Linked DNA regions of Mus musculus: regions 1 and 2 are each linked to region 3. A link is a contact called in public HiChIP or PLAC-seq and promoter capture Hi-C data. All regions are on one chromosome and are shown on one strand. Each heading gives the region's core, a stretch centred on a gene start, on an enhancer-like site or on the middle of the called end of the contact. The rest is flanking DNA. Distances are from core to core; before and after follow the strand shown. Region 1 overlaps Nbea (neurobeachin). Region 2 holds the start of Ccna1 (cyclin A1). Region 3 overlaps Dclk1 (doublecortin-like kinase 1).

Region 1 (2,755 bases), core at 145-2,644, 310 kb after region 3:
AGAAGTGGCAAAAGACTACCTTTAATAAGACACAGGGCTAAATAAAAGTCTCTTCTTCACAAAAATGCTTTCCATTCTCTTGGCTCCATTATATACACAAAAATGTTCATAGAGGAAGGAATGCCTTCTTCATGCCTGGAATTGGCTCAGCCAATACAGACCCTGGGAAGTACCAGGGGACTGTGGAGGTTTGCTGTTGAGTGGTGTGTGTGTGGCGGGGAAGTATATCTGGGAGTCAACGAACACAGGCTTCTGTGGAGAGCCGGGGGAGACAAAGGCCCTTTGTATTTAGTTCACTGATAGGTACTGAGTTTGGAAATGGGCAAGCTGTGCAAGTGTGTGAGTCACGTTTTTAAACCAGCTATGTGATGTTTTTATTTGTGAGTTAGAAGACTTTACAAGACGAAGAAGGAGAAAGTGGTGTTACTGGTGAAGGAGGAGAAGGAGGAGAAGGAGAAGAAGGAAGAGAAGGATAATGGAAACCCCCAGACAGATGGGCTGGAGTTCATTTCATCCCTGGATAAAATCCATAGTGGGCACTTTGCTGCTGGGGAGTAGCCACTCACGCCCTTCACCTCTGATATGGTCAAAGCAGGCAGGATGCTTTGCACCCATGTGCAAAGGAGGTTCTGTATCCAGCTTCAGAAATTCTCTGTGTACAGCTATACATCATAAAGCGCAGCTGTCAGTAAATGTGTGAATCTGCTCACTCTCTGGTTGTTCGTCCCAGTTACTAAGGGGTTAAATCCACTTTGGCATCCTTTCAATTAACAAACAATAACTTTCAAAGGAATCCTCTCAAAACTGTACTCTCGGCAGTGCCTCTCCACTACCACCCACACCTAATACTTCATTCCCTGCATCCCTTTCCTGATTCGGTCCTTCACTTTTTACTGATATTAAAATAACCATTCAGACCAGAATATGAGAAATGAGACAAAAAATAAAGTGATTGGTTAACTCTTTGCAGGTTATATTTGTTACAGTTTGTGTGATTTAGTAAATTTTAGGAGTCAGTACAATTGTTAGTGATCACTTCAGCACTAGTCCAATGGATGGAAGGATAAAACAGATGACCATTATGCAGGGGGATTATTGAGTGGCCACATTCCAATCTCGCCCCAGGAACCGAGAATAGCTGTGAATTAATACTTAAAGAAAGTTTGTTTTCAACTATGTGGAATCAGTCTTAGAGCTGTCACTGAAAGATTTACCAATTTACTATTATTTTGCTAGTATAAAGCTATTATTGAATGATATGGCTAATGAGATCATGGGGACAGAGAGAATGATGGCTTTCCAGGACTTTTGAGTTTAAAATGTGTTTATTCATCTCAGTACCCTTCTTTCACTTCCTCTCTCACCACATGCAACAAGCGTGAAACAGTGAATGTTCCTTCTGTTCTGAGTATTTGCTCTACAACCGTGGCCTAGGAACACATTTTGTCCCTTGTACGGTTCTAAGATCTGCCTATGGGAGCCTGTGCTCCTCCTCCTCACACTGCACGGGCATGGCCTGGGGCACGGGCATGGCCTGGGGCACGGGCAGCCCTTGGGGCTCTTGGATGTCGGTTACATTTCTTCTGGAGTAGGACCTGAGCCTCACCTCACACTCATGTTGTCTCTTTCCTCCTCCCAGTCACTGCCTGCTGCTCTTCAGAATGACTGTCCTGTCCCCAGTTTTTTCCATTTGTTGTGACTCTATATGCCTCTGCCACCTTGGTGCTACCTCCGTTTCTAATTTTGGCTACTATGACAGATACAAAATAATAACTAGTTATTTTGGTTTGTAGTCCTTTGATTGGTAACAAATTAGATATTTTAAAGACATCTTTGCCTTTTGGGTCTCCCAAAAAATGACCTATTCATACCCTTTGCTCACTTTATTTTTAAATTTTACATGTGTGTGTACATGCACAAAGTTGTTGCTCTATGCCTATGTTTGTGCATATGACCTCTCATGCCAGAAGACCATATTCCACTGCTTGGAACTGGAATTAAAGTGGTTGTGTGCAGCCTCATGTGGGTGCTGGGACCTGAATCTGGATCCTCTGCTAGAGCAGCAGTGCTCTTAGCATCTTCACCATCTCGCCTACCCCACTCACTTTTGCATGGCAGTTTCTGTCTTTATGTTGCGGAATGCAGACTTTGACAGTTTCAGAAGTGATTCCTTGCTGGTTTAATCCGTGCACATGCATACTCTTACAGATGCTGCCTGTTAGGTGTGTCTGCATCCATTTTGCATTTGAGCCCACCAACTCATTTAGTAGTTCATGCCTGGGGGAGGAGTTCTGCTGTTGGAGGTAGCTTTCTGTATCTCTGCCCATCAGACTCATAGGATGGCTGACTCCTCACATATAAGGTTTTAGTTCATCTAGAGTCTACTTTCCTTCACAGTAGACCAGAATCCATTATTATTTTATGTAGCAACTAGAAGTCATTTCCTCAAAAATGTGTGCTGTGAGTTTTGTGTGAAAATATGTATTTGTGGTGATATTCAGACCTGCCATTATTAAATAATATGATCCTCTATGTAGAAAAAGACCAGTTCTGTTCATTTGTGTTCCCTTTCTTTGTTCCCTTACTGTGCATGCCCTCCCTTTCTTCTCTCTCTCCTCTCTCCTTTTTTTTTCTGACAAAATATTTTTATTAATTATTTGGGGATTTCATACAACACATGCAGGTCACACTCCTTTCCCATTCCTCCAAAGTCTACCCTCTCATCCTTGTGCCCTCCACCACTCCCAGAAAACAC
Region 2 (2,700 bases), core at 174-2,673, 300 kb before region 3:
GGACTGGACTCTTGTAAGCACTGGATTCCATAGACTTGTAATAGAGGTGAAGCATCATCATCATTATCTAGCAGCAGGATCAAGGGAGATTTTATTTTCTATCTCAAAAAAAAAATCATTGTTGTAGATTCAGATTTCTTCTCTTAAATGTCTGAATATCTGTCTTCAAGGGAAAATCCTTTAGTCAATTTGAAGCAGACAAGTAAGCAAATACCTCAGTGACCATTCCTGGTCTGTAGTGGTAGAGATGTGTGCTCTAATACCAACCTCTAGTTCATAAAGTAAGCTGGTGTATCCTGGTACACACAGTGCGGCCACAGAACACAACACAAGCTCTCCCCGATTAATTCGTGGTAGCCTAGCTCCTACTGAACATCTTTCTGGCGGCTCAGAGCATCTCCAGGGCTATAGGACAGTGTAATTTCATTCTTTCTGACTAGCCCTTGAATCACTTAACCCAAACAGTTCCTACATACACATATGCACACATGTGCACACACGTGCACACAGATGCACACTATCATAGAAAGCCTTCTTTGTCCTTGGCATCGTTCTCCATGTATTTGACATGCAGGCACAAGTGCATGAGTGCATGCACACACACACACACACACACACACACACACACACACACACACACACGCATACTGCCACAGCAAGCCTTCTCCGTGGCATATTTCCTGGTGCTCCTGGGTCATTACCTGGCCACAGGTCCTCCTGTACTGCTCATTTTCAGTCAACACCCCTAGCACGGTTCTCTGTGGGGGATCCTGGCCAAGCTGAGCTCTGCTGAGCATTTGACAAGCATCAGGACCTTGGCCCACTGGAGGCAGAGCGACTCCACTCTTGGAGCTCTGGCGATGCATTGCCTAGTAAGCCACAGCCTGCTGCTATCCAGGAAAGAGGAGACACAGTTAGTTTACCTCTCAACCTAGGGACCCGGAAATGCAGAGAACTCTGGAGTGCCAAGCTCCAGAGTCACTACCAATGTCCCAACTTCCCGACAAACATTAAGGTCCCAAGTGACAGCTCAGGCATCAGAGCAACCAACTCAGAACCAAACAATGGCTGAATGGGCTTTAATATGACCCCAGGCTAAAGGTTGCAGAGAGAGCCGGATGGAGCCCAAACTCCACGCCAGGATTGTCTGCCCACATTGATTTAGGGCAGAGGGAAGCAGAACCTAAGATTCCTGATCCTCCTTCCCTCGCCCCCTTCCAGATTTGATTCAAAATCCAAGATCCCTGGCTGGGAAAAGGTGAGTTCCCTTCCCAAGTGACAAGCAGGCGCTTCTCTCCAGAAGTAAGGCCCCCAAACCTGCTTGGGAACCCACAGCAGGCCCTGCTTCTCAGGTTCTTCTCTGTCTGGGCGATTAGCAAGCGCACCCCGGCCGGGGCCGGGCGGGCGGGGCCGTGCGCGGAGGGAGGGGACCCGGAGAGGAGAGATTCCAGGGGGCCGGTTCCAGCAGCCTCGGCTAGTGCGCTCGCCACTGAGGACTTTCGACCCAGCCGCGTCTGTTGAATCAGCCAATCAGCGGCCACCCCGAGCCCAGCAGAGCCGCTTCCATGCCAACCGCGGCGGGCGTGCGCCCGGGTCCTCATCGTCCTGGCGACCGCTCACCTGCAGCTCTGCCCGCTGATGCTCGGCCCCCGGGGCGCTGCCGGGCGGGGCCAACCGCGCAGCCCCGGGCTCCTGAACCGCAAAGCCAGGCGTGCCAGGCGCACCGAACCGCACTGCACCGCACGTCGCCACTTGCACCCCTCTGGTCGATGTCACCAGGGAGGGCTGACGGCGGCTTACACACGGTAGCCTCCCTGAAAGGGACAGTTCCCCAGGAGCCGGTTCCCCCAACAGCTACGAACCCCTCCCGCCAACGTCTCCTGCGCGGCCCGCTCCCGAGAACCCTGGCTCGGGAGAGCGACGCGGGGTCCTCGGGCTGAGGCCGCGGCGCCCTCCTGGCCGGCCCGAGGGCGCGGCTCGCTCCCCTTCCCCATCTCCTTCTCTCGGACGCCTGCCCCACGGGCTCCCGACCCTGGGCGGCGGAGGGCTGTGCCACAGCTTAGCCTTCCAGGGTGGTCAGGGGCCGGAAGTGTGGCAAAGGGAGCCGGGAGAGATTTGGGGCCGTAATGTAACTCGAGGTGCCCCAGCCACCCGTGAGAGGTCTTCCCCTTGGGCACCGCTGGTGCGGGGAAGAGGAAGGAATGCGGGGAGCCTCTGTGGCTTGGATGTTGAGAGATTCTGAGCTGAGGTCATTGCTCCGATGACCCGGCCACGGCCACGTGTGAAAGGAGAGTCCCAGGACTGGGAGTGGGAGTTTAACCAAAAAGAAGGTTCTAAAAGGGCAAGGCAATTCTTGAATCATGGAAACCCTGGCACTTGTAGAGGTGACAGGCAATCAGCAAACTGAGTTTACATAATTGGTTAACTTTTTTTGAAAATATATACACACGTGTACTCACATATATGTGAGCACCAGATGTATATGTCTATGCATCATATATCAGTATATATGAGTGTATATGCATACATGCACAGACACACACACACACACACATCCTGTAACTGCTTTTGCTTAGAAATAAAATCCACCCCTAAATTCTAAAAGCAGTTCCAAAGGCCATCCAAACTTTAAGCAAAGGTCGTTAGCCTGCCTAAGTGTATTATTAATTGATGCGTTCACGAGAGAGGGGGTTAGCAGAT
Region 3 (2,771 bases), core at 181-2,680:
CAGTCATCGCACATGGAGTTTTCTCACGGAGTAGCTTGTCCTAATGGTGGTGATTGGTGACATTTTATAAACTCAAGGCCCAAGGATGTTGGATAGTAGAGGAGATCGAGTAAGCCAGATGGCTGGAGCCAATGCTGTCGTTTACAGCCCCTAGTTTCCTCTTGAGTGCAAATCCTTCATCTGAACTCTGCTTGTAAAGAACTGTGAAATGCCCAGGAGATGCAGCCTATGTTTGGCTGTTCTTGGTCCATGCAGAGCTCTAGTTTCCGGATATCTGACTCTGTCTTCTGGCATCCATGAGCACTGCAGACATACGGTACACTTAGATCCGTACAGGCAAGCAAGCCTATGAGTAAAATAAAAATAAATATTTACCAATAAAAGATACACAGACACTTTCTTGAGGCAGTGAACTGCATTACACTCTAACAGTGGGTGCACGCCCTACGCTTATGCAGAGCCACAGAATATGCAGTGCTGAAAGAGAACCTGGTGGAAGCCATGGATCACGTGACAGCATGTGGTAATGACGCGTCTGTGTGGATTCTTCATGTGTAGCAAACACACTGCTCTGCTGGAAGTGTCGCTAGGAGGCGAGGCTGTGTATGTGTAGCGAGGTTGGAACTGCAACTTCTGCTCAAGGTTGCTGCAAACGAAAGCTGTCCCAAACAATGAAAGCTTACCAACAAGAAGATAGTAATAAGATAAAAAAAAAATGAAATTTCATCACAGGTTACAAATGAATGAATCGTGAGGATATTATAGGAGGACAAGACCAATACTGTATGATCGGTTATGAGATGCCTGAAGCAGTCAAAGTCACAGAGAGAGAAGGTGGCCTGTGTCTGCTAAGGTCAGAGGAGGGAAAGAATGAGGAGGAAGTTGAAAGCTAGTTTCAGTTTCAAAAGATGAAGAAGTGTTCAAGAGATACAGTGGTGGTAGTTGTATAAATACGTAAGTAATAAAAATATTCATGATGGTAGCTTTTATGTGCTGAGTCTTTTACCACACTATAAAAATAAACGGTTTTTCCAGCAGACCCCAGACTAGGAGATTCTATTATGTCTCTGATGGCAGACTTTACGTTGGAACATTCTTTACTTGAGGTTAAAGAGGGGCCAGTGTGCTGGGATCCAGCAGGCCTGACGCCACTGCTGTGCAGAGAATCCTTCATATTTACTGCGAGAGGGACCCAGCGGCCTGCATGCGGTCCCCTCTGCAGAGACAAAGATCACTTTGAGCACTTACCGCGTGGTAACACACTGAAAAGGCTTGCTACGCTCCAGCTTCCCAGACTTGAATGAGGTAAATGACCAGGGCTGGCCTGCGGCCACCGGGGTTTGTTCCCCATGAATCAACACCACTTGACATGGAGCCGACTCAGCATCTTTTTCAAAGAAAGAAGTATCCTTTTGGGCTGACATTGCAGTGAGTCAGTCCTTTGGCACTGGAGTTGGAAGCAGGGCGAGACAGGGCCTCAGATGAGCAGCACAGATCTGAGGACCATGCCTTATAGATGCTCTTTGCCTCTCAACCTTTCTGTGTGTTTGCTTTCTGTCTGTCCTGACCCTGACCCCCTGAACGGGATGGGCTGGCTGAGGTCTCTGTGTCAGGGCTCTGTCATCCATCACTTTATGGTTGTTAGGGAAGGCATTTGGCATCACTTTGCAGCCATTGGCCCCTGCCTCCGCCATGGTCTGACATTTTGAACACCCATTTGCCAGGCTTCATTGTTAAGCAGAGCCCTGCGAAAGATTGGGGACAGGTTGGCTAATGATTAAACTCTGGAGGGCTCATGTTCCTTGTCTTTAAAACAACACATATGGATTTCACTTAAGAAGAGAGCTTTTCTGAGGACCCGAGAACCAGAGGAGGCATGGGTGGGGCTTCAAAGTCTCTGGACTCTGCACATGGGGAGTTCTTACTCTGGTTAGATTTTAAATTGTCAAGATTTAAGCTTATTTTATAACGCTTTAGAATACCCACATGATTCTGCTAACAAGTGTCATTTCGCAGTATTTCTTTATGAAGTGGAGCTTATAAAAGGTGGTGTGTGTGTGTGTGTGTGTGTGTGTGTGTGTGTGTAGAATTCAGCATAATTGCTGCAAGTCTAGCTTGACTTTTCTGGAGTTCTTCTGCCACTCTGTGGACAATTGTGGTATTACATGTTGTTTCTTCAAGCATCTACATTTTCTATTTTGTTATTAAAGTGGGAAAGCATTCTACTATGTAGCTTTCCCCCTTAGTTATAATCTAATATTAAGGATTAATAATGAAAACCAGCGCATAATAAAATCATCACACATTGTTTTAGCTAGGGTTTCCATTGCTATGAACATTTAATTGGGGCTGGCTTACAGGTTCACAGGTTCAGTCCATTATCATCAAGGTGGGAGCATGGCAGCGTCTAGGCAGGCATGGTGCAGGAGGAGCTGAGACTTCTACATCTTGTTCCGAAGGGAACTAGGAGAGACTCAAACAGCTAGGAGAAGGGACTCAAAGCCCACCCCCACAGTGACACACTTTTTTCCAACAAGGCCACACCTCCTAATAGTGCCACTCACTCCCTGGGACAAGCATATTCAAACCACGACACACATGGGCTTACTTGTTATATGGAAAAGGACAACATAAATCATGGAAATTCACTGACAGGTTCGAAATTGATGCCAATTTATGATAATTGTAGTAACGAGCCATTAAGGCCTCCTTTGAGGGACAAATGGCCATCCTGGTTCCTGTAATCTACACATCTGAACATGGTTTTGTGC

Evidence for each region. Promoter capture Hi-C pulls out the DNA fragments that hold promoters and counts their contacts. HiChIP or PLAC-seq counts read pairs in DNA pulled down with a chosen protein or histone mark.
Region 1: an H3K27ac HiChIP or PLAC-seq map of microglia shows a contact between it and region 3, with 5 times the contacts expected there. The contact joins two enhancer-like sites. A contact is called at or near these places in 1 of 15 datasets of contacts at CTCF or cohesin (the NIH/3T3 cell line), 2 of 484 Hi-C or Micro-C datasets (embryonic stem cells and nephron progenitors) and 1 of 115 datasets of contacts at active chromatin or transcription factors (microglia).
Region 2: a contact with region 3 is called in a promoter capture Hi-C map of hippocampal neurons, with 2.6 times the contacts expected there. The contact joins the promoter of Ccna1 here to the enhancer-like site in region 3. A contact is called at or near these places in 4 of 39 promoter capture datasets (cranial neural crest, hippocampal neurons and liver), 1 of 15 datasets of contacts at CTCF or cohesin (the NIH/3T3 cell line), 2 of 484 Hi-C or Micro-C datasets (embryonic stem cells and epidermal suprabasal cells), 1 of 115 datasets of contacts at active chromatin or transcription factors (embryonic stem cells) and 2 of 9 other capture datasets (adipose tissue and embryonic stem cells).

Annotation. Positions count from the first base shown.
Region 1 is chr3:55,665,882-55,668,636 of GRCm38.p6, forward strand. All of the region lies in intron 48 of Nbea (neurobeachin), which reads right to left. Among named protein-coding and RNA genes, the nearest start is that of Gm46804, 40 kb to the right of the region's middle. Within about 2 kb of position 1,395, at least 20 of the 459 cell types and tissues checked have an H3K27ac peak or open chromatin away from gene starts, as enhancers often do. A contact at or near this core is called in microglia, where this site is marked.
Region 2 is chr3:55,053,632-55,056,331 of GRCm38.p6, forward strand. It overlaps Ccna1 (cyclin A1), which reads right to left and starts at 1,424. Exons shown (of 9, transcript NM_007628.3): 1 at 1,334-1,424; 2 at 702-887. The coding sequence starts at 866. It overlaps 4931419H13Rik (RIKEN cDNA 4931419H13 gene), which reads left to right and starts at 1,611. Exons shown (of 8, transcript NR_040593.1): 1 at 1,611-1,805.
Region 3 is chr3:55,352,836-55,355,606 of GRCm38.p6, forward strand. All of the region lies in intron 3 of Dclk1 (doublecortin-like kinase 1), which reads left to right. Among named protein-coding and RNA genes, the nearest start is that of Gm25132, 49 kb to the left of the region's middle. Within about 2 kb of position 1,431, at least 98 of the 459 cell types and tissues checked have an H3K27ac peak or open chromatin away from gene starts, as enhancers often do. A contact at or near this core is called in the NIH/3T3 cell line, hippocampal neurons and microglia, where this site is marked.